Regions from separate parts of the Zea mays genome. Here region 1 is linked to region 2. Evidence: chromatin contacts called from public Hi-C data. All regions are on one chromosome and are shown on one strand. The core of a region is the stretch at or near the end of the contact, and the rest is flanking DNA. Distances in the headings are between cores, read along the strand shown. Region 1 has its middle 11 kb from the start of LOC103649831. Region 2 holds the start of LOC103649825 (probable leucine-rich repeat receptor-like protein kinase At1g68400).

Evidence for each region. Hi-C and Micro-C count contacts between places; a contact is called where the count stands out from the background.
Region 1: a contact with region 2 is called in a Hi-C map of bundle sheath, with 4 times the contacts expected there. The contact joins the enhancer-like site here to the promoter of LOC103649825 in region 2. A contact is called at or near these places in 5 of 25 Hi-C or Micro-C datasets (bundle sheath, ear, endosperm and 2 more).

Annotation. Positions count from the first base shown.
Region 1 is chr3:21,967,450-21,972,062 of Zm-B73-REFERENCE-NAM-5.0, forward strand. No RefSeq gene overlaps it. Among protein-coding and RNA genes, the nearest start is that of LOC103649831, 11 kb to the right of the region's middle. Within about 2 kb of position 2,837, at least 19 of the 20 cell types and tissues checked have an H3K27ac peak or open chromatin away from gene starts, as enhancers often do. A contact at or near this core is called in bundle sheath, ear, endosperm and 2 more, where this site is marked.
Region 2 is chr3:21,620,161-21,624,689 of Zm-B73-REFERENCE-NAM-5.0, forward strand. LOC103649825 (probable leucine-rich repeat receptor-like protein kinase At1g68400) reads right to left here and starts at 1,713. Exons shown (of 2, transcript XM_008675529.4): 1 at 122-1,713; 2 at 1-35. The coding sequence starts at 1,532.

The DNA of each region.
Region 1 (4,613 bases), core at 1,587-4,086, 350 kb after region 2:
CATTCAATTCTAGACACACTCAAGTGATCAAATCCTCTCCAATTCCACACAAGGCTTTAGTGATTAGCGAGAGAGATTTGTCGTGTTCTTTTGAGCTCTTACGCTTGGATTGCTTCTTTTCTTTCTCACTTGTTCTTGTGATCAAAACTCCATTGTAACCAAGGCGAGAGACACCAATTGTGTGGTGGTCCTTGCGGGGAAAGTTTTGTTCCCGGTTTTGATTTGAGAAGAGAAGCTTACTCGGTCCGAGGGACCGTTTGAGAGAGGGTAAGGGTTGAAAGAGACCCGGCCTTTGTGGCCTCCTCAACGGGGAGTAGGTTTGCAAGAACCGAACCTCGGTAAAACAAATCCGCGTGTCACACTCTTTATTTGCTTACGATTTGTTTTGCGCCCTCTCTCTCGGACTCATTACTATTTCTAACGCTAACCCGACTTGTAGTTGTGATTAATTTTGTAAATTTCAGTTTCGCCCTATTCACCCCCCCTCTAGGCGACTTTCAAAGAGCGCCAACCCCCACGGGGTTGCACCCCCCTAATAGCAGTAAAAAAAACAAGACCACCGACACCACCACGAGCGGAAGCTCTTTGGTGGTAAGATCGCCGGAAGGGACGGTCCTGACACGAATCTCTCCAGAAGACACAGGCGCACCCCATCTGGGGGCCCAGAAGGCGGAAGGACGCAAAGGATGTAAGGGGACCAAGGCATGACTACTACCCGAGAGGTCGACCCCTTTTTAAAAGGGAGGTTTCCCCTTTGCGCCCCGAAGCATCATGGGTAAAGTCTCCCTCGGTGTGCACCGAGAATCCCGCCCTATGACACGGGGGCCAGGCCCCACGCGTCATATAGGCTGGCCCGAAGCATGAAGAAGGCGAACCACCACACAAGGAGCGCGCAATCGCCCATGGTTATACGCCCCTTCATTTACGAAGCAACCAGCGGTCGGGAAGATGAATCGCCACACAAGGAACGTGCAACCGTCCCGCGGTTATGCGCCTCTCCATATTCGCCAAAACCAGCGGTCAAGAATGCAAACCGCCACGCAGAAAGCGAACAACCGCCCCGTGGTTGTACGCCCCCTTGGCTTCGCGCCAGTCGGCGGTTCAACATGTGGACCCAGGCCCACATGTCATGTAACCGGCGCACCGGTTGCTGAGTGCGGAAAAATCGCACCGCCGCTTGCGCCAATGCCGCGCCCCCTCGGGAACCGTCGTAAAAGACTGAAAGGATAAGCTTTCAGAACCGATGCAGCGACTCGAGGCACCCCGCGCATGGCTCAACAGTGATATTAAATACAAAGGTCACGGGCCAGTCAGTCGTGGGAACGGGCGTGACAGTTGGCGTAGCCATAGGCGGGGCGACAGTAATTGCACCAACAGGAGCGCAAGAGCAGCAAACAGATCGCCAATCAGACTCTGGCCCCACCTGTAGGCTCGCATCCTCCCCTGAGGCGGGCCTGGGGCCACTGTCAGTACCCTTGATCAGGGGTACCTTCTCCTACAGCATGAAAGCACCGCATCCGTACAACACCTCAAGGCCACGTGGGGAATAACGCCCAACCCTACCACACGGGCAGGTCCAAGGGCACCACGTGGCAGGAAAGGTAGCGCATCCCAGTCTTCACCGTTGGGTCCGGACCCCCACAAAAGGACACCGGACCCCTATACGTACAAGTCTAGAGCCCCCAAGAAGGCATGCCAGGTCCCTTGGAGAGGCCCCAGTCCCCCTCCAAGGGAGGTCCGGGCATTAGCAAGGTCCCGGGACGGGAAGGACCCTGGCATGAGGGGGGATCCGGTGCTGGCACGTGTCCTGGCCTAGCCCGACGCTTCCCGCTATTGGCGCGTGGCTTGCGACATAAGCCAACGGGCCAAGCCCGACGCAAAGCCCACAAAGCCGTGCAGCCTCTGCATTTATTGCCGAAAGGACGCGCCGCCTGCCACCACGCTAACGGGCGACGTGCTCTCCCAGCATTTAATGCGTCCTGTCCAATCCGATGGCAGGCGATGTCAGGGTCATCCAGCAGGCGGCGCGCCTGACCGGTCTGTTGACAAACAGTACGCCTATGCCGAGCAACGCACTATACTCATCGTCCCTTCTACGAAAAGCCTCCCCTGCATACCGAGGATACGGAGATCTCGGGTGTCAGGGCACTAGAAGATTGCACCTGTAGCAAACGTTTGTGTCTCCAAGTACTGTAATCACTATGTCCCTGGGCCCACATGTCGGGGCTCAGTACCTTTGTGCATGCCCCCTTCGGCTATAAAAGGGGAGGCATGTAGCGTCACAGGACAGATCCAACCCTAGGCTCCCTTAGACACTCACAAGTTTATACAAGCTCTCAAGCAATACAAGACACTGTAGAGTAGGGTATTACGCTCCTGCGGCCCGAACCACTCTAAACCCTCGCGTGCTCTCGTATGTTCATCCATCAATCTCGTAACAAGCAAAACGCTTAGTCCCCTCCTTTTCTCAGGATTTATGGCGGGTGCAATCCGCCACCCGGTCGGAGAGATTTCCTCTCCGACATATGCTATATATTTTATATACTATAAAACCACTTCTATGTAATACTATAATCAGTTATATATGTGTTAAGACAACTAGACTAGGATTTATATAAAAAATTATGCTTCACTAAAATTTTAAATACTCATACTTTAAATTCTAGGCCTCCCTTGTGTAGTTGTGTTTGGTTGGCCGACGGATCCGCCCACAGGGAGGCGAAGGCGATGCTGAGAAAAAGTGCAAAGGGAGAAGAGACAGTGCAGGTGACAACACACGCTAGCGCGTCCTTTTCCTCGCTCTGACACTCGTGTCCGCCTGCTCCGCTGGCAGGCAGGAGCAGGAGCGGATCGATTAGTCAAAGCGGCGGTCGTCGAAGCGACTCCGTGATGCGGACGCTGGCTGGGCCAAGGGCCAACATGACCGGCGGTCTGCCTCGGCCGGAGCAGGATCCACACCACCGACGCCGTGTCGCCGACACCCTTCTCAAGTCAGTGTCACACACGCAGCACAATCTCTTCTCCCTGCCCAGCGTCCAATGCCAGCAGCAGCCTGCCCAACCCGGGCCACTGTTGCAGTTTGCGGCTTCGGCAAGCAAATGTTTCGCAGTGCTTTCTCGTTGCTCTCACTCTCTCAGCTAGATCGGATCGGGGTACGCATCTGGGAATCTGCCGTCGCAGTCGCTGTGTACGCATACAAATGTTCTCACTTTTTCATGTGTTTAATTAAACATAAAAAATGTTACTACTCAAGAAGCCAGATTTCATTATTTCTGTAGTACTCGTAAGACGTTGAGAGACTATATTTTCGTGAACTTTCGTGAATTTCTATCGGCTCAACTCAAACTAACCCAGTCCAAAGTTCAAAATGCGGTCTCCTCCTTCAAACAGCGAAAAGTCGTCGGTGGTTCAGGATCTCCATGGATTCTGAGACGTTGGAATCCAGTACAGATCGTATTATCAGCTTACGTTGATAGTGTGAGATTTTGACACAAAATCTAATATAAAATTCAGGAGCTATTTCCTATTTGGCTAAGGGCATGAACCAAACAGATCAAAGGATAACAGCGCTGCCGCTGCAGCTGAGTTGAACTTTCAGCTACGGTGAAGATTACCTACTCGGCTGTCTCGATTACCCATCCTATCTTATATTCCATCTTGTTTTTTTAAATTTTACTTCATTGAACTATACAATCTATAATTTAAAACAGTATTCTACGTGAGTATATGCATGATTCACTGGAGACAATAACAGAGCCACAGCTTATTCAGCTACCGGGTTTCACAACGGCTTCTGTTACTGCTGTGTCATCTAGCTCTCACGAAATAGTATACCAACAGTCTTACAGTCAGCAGCTGTGATTACCAGTAGAGAGCAATTGAGACTAGGGATAAAAACGGAACAGATACAACCGGATATAGGGTTATCCTGTATCCTACCCTAATGTATTTCTCTCGGATATAGGATCAGATACTGATAGTTAAGATTCAGGACAAATACAGGACGGAACCGGGTAATAATCCGGGTGGGTAAGAAACAGATAACAGATACTACTCGGGTAGGTACCAGATAGTTGTCGTGTAGTTCATCCCAATGATATTAATTGCCCAACCATCCAACAAACACATAAATTAAGCAATACATAATCATGTATATGATAGATCCAAACCGATAAAATTGACATCATGCAGTTCAAAGTTACTAATCACAAGTATATTGTGTAACCAACATCACAATATTAAAAATTCATAAAATATTCTAGTTTCACTCAAAAAATGCAAATAAGTTACAAAAACTAATAAACATTTTATACGAAGATAACTAAAGTCCTCGTATAAAAATGATAAAGTAAAGTACTGATTATGTTGGAACTTATATAATTACAGTGATTTCATATGTAACTCATACAAATAAGTGAAAGTGAAATAGAATAAACGTGGTCATCTTATAGATCTTATGATCCAAACATTTTTTATGGGTATATATGGACATATGTTGTGCCTCCGTAAAATTTCACAATATTTTGAGGCTATTTATGTATTATTAATTTTTTGTCGTAGAAAATCATCAAAATACAATTAAATCCATAAAACATTGTAGCGTCCAACGAAAA
Region 2 (4,529 bases), core at 463-2,962:
CCACTCCAGCGGCGTGCGCCCGGGGCCCCGGTTACCTGACCATAATAACGCTTCGAAGTCAGCATTTATCAAGGGGATTCCTTTATCAAGACACGACGGAGATGTTAAGCGGATGACTTGCCGTGGAGGACGGAGAAGAGGCTGCCGTTGGGCATGTACTCGTACACCAGCAGCTTCTCGTCGCGGGCGTAGTAGTAGGCGTTGAGGGGCACGATGTTGGGGTGCCGGAGGCGGCCGAGCACGGCCATGTGGTGCTCGAAGTCCTTCTTGGACGCGGCCGCCGGCGTCGCGGCGTCGCGCAGCCGCTTCACGGTCACGACGGTGCCGTCGTCCAGCACGGCCTTGTACGCCGTGCCGCATCCGCCCTTCCCCAGCATCTCCGCGGACGCGCGCAGCAGCTCCTCCAGCTCAAACCGCCTCGTGCGGCCGTCGCTGCAGCTCAGGTCCTCGAGGAACACCATCTTCCCTCGCTCGAACGTCGAGCCACCGGCCGCCGCCGCGACCACCCCGGCGGCGCCGTAGGGGCTCGAGGAGTACACTATCTTCTCCCCCTGCTGGAGTCGCCGGGCGCTTCGCCGGCCGGAGAGGCGCGGCCAGAAGTAGCAGAACAGGAGCCCGGCCACGAGCCCCACCACGGCGAAGTCCCCCGCCACAATTGCCACCACGGCGGCGCGGCTCATCTTCCCCTTGACGCCGCTCGCCGCCTCGGCGCCCGCTGGCTTACCCGAAGGCGAGGACGCCACCATGGCAGAAGCCGGAGGGCAGTCCCCTGCCGCAGACGCGTTCACCGCCGCCGACGCGTTCGGCTGAGGCGCCTCGTCCTTGCAGGGCGGGAGCGGCGCGCTGCACAGGCCGACGTTCCCGCCGAAGGCCGCGGCCGGGAACGACGCCATCGCCGCCGGAATCCTCCCGGACATGAGATTGTTGGAGACGTTCAGCTCCTGCAGCCTCGGCAGCGCAATGGCGTCAACCCCGCCGCTGAGCCGGTTGGAGTCCAGCCTCAGGGTGAGCAGCCTGTCGAGCCGGCTGAGCTCGGGCGGCACGGCGCCGGACAGCTTGTTGGACGACAGGTCGAGCCGGTACAGGCGGTACAGCGCCCCCAGCGACGGCGGAATCGCGCCGGACAGCTCGTTCCCCGCGAGGAACAGCAGCTTGAGCCCCGCGAGCGGCGAGAGGTCGGGGATTTCGCCCGAGAAACCGTTGCCCTTGAGGCTGAGCACGCGGAGGCCGTCCAGCCTCGCGAGCGCCGGCAGCGCGGCGGCGCCGGAGAGGCCGAGGCCCTCGAGCACCAGCCTCGTGACGCGGCCGCCGGCGCAGGTGACACCGCGCCACGCCCCGGCGCACGGCGCCGGGTTCGCGGACACGTTCCAGGTCGCCAGCGCGGCGCCGGACGGGTCCGCGACGAGCCTGAAATCCGACAGAGCCGCGACGTCGGCATCCAGAGAGCCGGCATTGGCGAAGGAACGCAGCAGCAGCAGCAGCAGCAGCGGTGGCAGGAGGAGCAGCAGAGCAGTGCTGCCGTTGGGAGGCATGCTCGCTTCTTTTTGTGGTTTTCTTGGGGGCTCGCGGTTGGCTCGCGCCCGCGCGCTGGTCGCGCTGCTCGCTCCGGTGCAAGTAGGAAATGGACAGCGGCGAGAGAGACGGAGGCACGGTGGGTTGGTTCTTGTCTGTCTGGTGCTCGTCGCACGGACAGTGGCTGCCCTTGTCGCTGGAGCCTTTTGCCCTCCCGTCTTTGTACTGCTTTTATTTTATCTACTGAGCACGGGAGCAGGGAACAGTGAAGCCGCTGCGATCGTGGCCCCACCACATGGGTGCGGTGGCGAACGGCGAGCTTCCCTACCTAGCCGCTTGCAGAGGACTGGAGTGCAGGAGCGACGCAGGACCAAGGCGATGGGAGCGGTCGGATGACGCCTGGGCTCCACACTACCGTTGTTCGGCGTCCTGGCACGTCGTTGTCGCGGTGGGACTTTACTACTCCAGTGGCCTCGGGATGCGTGGTAGCCGACCGCGTGCTGGAGACGATCGTGCGCAATCCGGTGATCATTATGGCGCCAAGAAGTTGCGTTCCCGCGCGCGGTAGAAGTTGGTAGCGCTATGCTCTACTGCTCTCGGACTAAACTTTAAGCGCACCGGCTCACAACATATGGGACGAGATACTTTCCATAAAAATAGGTTCCTCTTAATGCCGGCGTTTTACATAAATAGTATAGAAAAAAAATAAGGAGACTTCATTTAATAAGAGAAAAAGAACAAGACTGAGCAAAAATCCCACTTTGCTAAAAGACTTCAGATCTGTTTGGTTTTTTAGTCTAGGGACTAAAGTTTAGTTAGGAGACTAAAATTTTGTCTCTACCTATTTAGTTTTAAGGACTAAAACTATTCAAAACACATTAGATGAATCATAAGAGTTGTCGAGGACCATAATTAGGGGTACTGTCGGGGACCATAATTAGGGGTACCCTCAAGGCTCCTAATTCTCAGCTGGTAACCCCATCAGCACAAAGCTGCAAAGGCCTGATGGGTGCGATTAAGTCAGGGATCAGTCCATTCGAGGGACACGATCACGCCTCGCCCGAGCCTAGCCTCGGACAAGGGCAGCCGACCCCGGAGGATTTCCGTCTCGCCCGAGGCCCCCCTTCAGCGGCGAACAAATTCCCGGCTCGCCCGAGGCCCTGCCTTCGCTAAGAAGCAACCCTGACCGAATCGCCGCACCGACCGACCAAGTCGCAGGGGCATTTAATGCAAAGGTGGCCTGACACCCTTATCCTGACGCGCGCCCCCCAGCCGACAGAGCCGAAGTGACCGTCGTCACTTCGCCGCTCCACTGACCGGCCTGACAGAAGGACAGCGCCGCCTGCGCCACTCCGACTGCGGTGCCACTTGACAGAGTGAGACTGACAGGCAGTCAGGCCCGGCCGAAGGCTCCATAGGAAGCTCCGCCTCACCCGACCCCAGGGCTCGGACTCGGGCTAAGTCCCGGAAGACGGCGAACTCCGCTCCGCCCGACCCAGGGCTCGGACTCGGGCTAAGTCCCGGAAGACGACGAACTCCGCTCCCCCCGACCCAGGGCTCGGACTCGGGCTAAGTCCCGGAAGACGACGAACTCCGCCCGACCCAGGGCTCGGACTCGGGCTAAGTCCCAGAAGACGACGATCTCCGCCTCGCCCGACCCAGGGCTCGGACTTGGGCTCGGCCCCAGAAGACGACGAACTCCGCTTCGCCCGACCCAGGGCTCGGACTCCGCCCCGGCACCAGCCGGCAATCTCCGCCTCGCCCGACCCGGGGGCTCGGACTCGACCTCGGCTTCGGAGGAGCTTCCACATCATCCAACCTAGGGCGCAGACCAGCCACGTCAGCAGGAGGCGCCATCATCACCCTACCCCGAGCTGACTCGGGCCGCAGGGAACAAGACCGGCGTCCCATCTGGCTCGCTCCGCCAGATAGGCAATGATGGCGCCCCGCATGCTCTGTGACGACGGCGGCTCTCAGCCCCCTTACGGAAGCAAGAGGACGTCAGCAAGGACTCAACCGCTCCGACAGCTGTCCCTCCGCCAAGCTCCATCGCTCCTCCGACGGCCACGACATCACACCAGCTGGGTGCCAAGATCTCTCCGGCTGCCACAACGGCATGTACCTAGGGCGCTAGCTCTCCTCCGCTAGACACGTAGCACTCTGCTACACCCCCCATTGTACACCTGGATCCTCTCCTTGCGCCTATAAAAGGGAGGACCAGGGCCCTCTTAGAGAGGGTTGGCCGCGCGGGGACGAGGACGAGAACAGGCGCTCGCTGGAGGCCGCTCGCTCCCTCTCCCGCGTGGACGCTTGTAACCCCCTACTGCAAGCGCACCCGACCTGGGCGTGGGACGAACACGAAGGCCGCGGGATTCCCACCTCTCTCACGCCGGTCTCCGGCCGCCTCGCTCTCCCCCCTTCGCGCTCGCCCTCGCGCTCGACCCATCTGGGCTGGGGCACGCGGCGACATTCACTCGTCGGCCTAGGGACCCCCCGGTCTCGAAACGCCGACAGGTACCCTCAAGGCTCCTAAATCTCAGCTGGTAACCCCCATCAGCACAAAGCTGCAAAGGCTTGATGGGTGCGATTAAGTCAAGGATCGGTCCATTCAAGGGACGCGATCACGCCTCGCCCGAGCCCAGCCTCGGGCAAGGGCAGCCGACCCCGGAGGACCTACGTCTCGCCCGAGGCCCCCCTCCAGCAACGGACACACCTTCGGCTCACCCGAGGCCCAGTCTTCACCAAGAAGCAACCTTGGCCAAATCGCCACACCGACCGACCAAATCGCAGGGGCATTTAATGCAAAGGTGGCCTGACACCTTTATCCTAACGCACGCCCTCCAGTCGACAGAGCCGAAGTGACCGCAGTCACTTCGCCGCTCCACTGACCGATCTGACAAGAGGACAGCGCCGCCTGCGCCGATCCGACTGCTGAGCCACTCGACAGAGTGAGGCTGACAGCAGCCAAGTCTGGTCTCACGCGTCATAGGAAACTCCGCTTCGCCCGACCCCAGGGC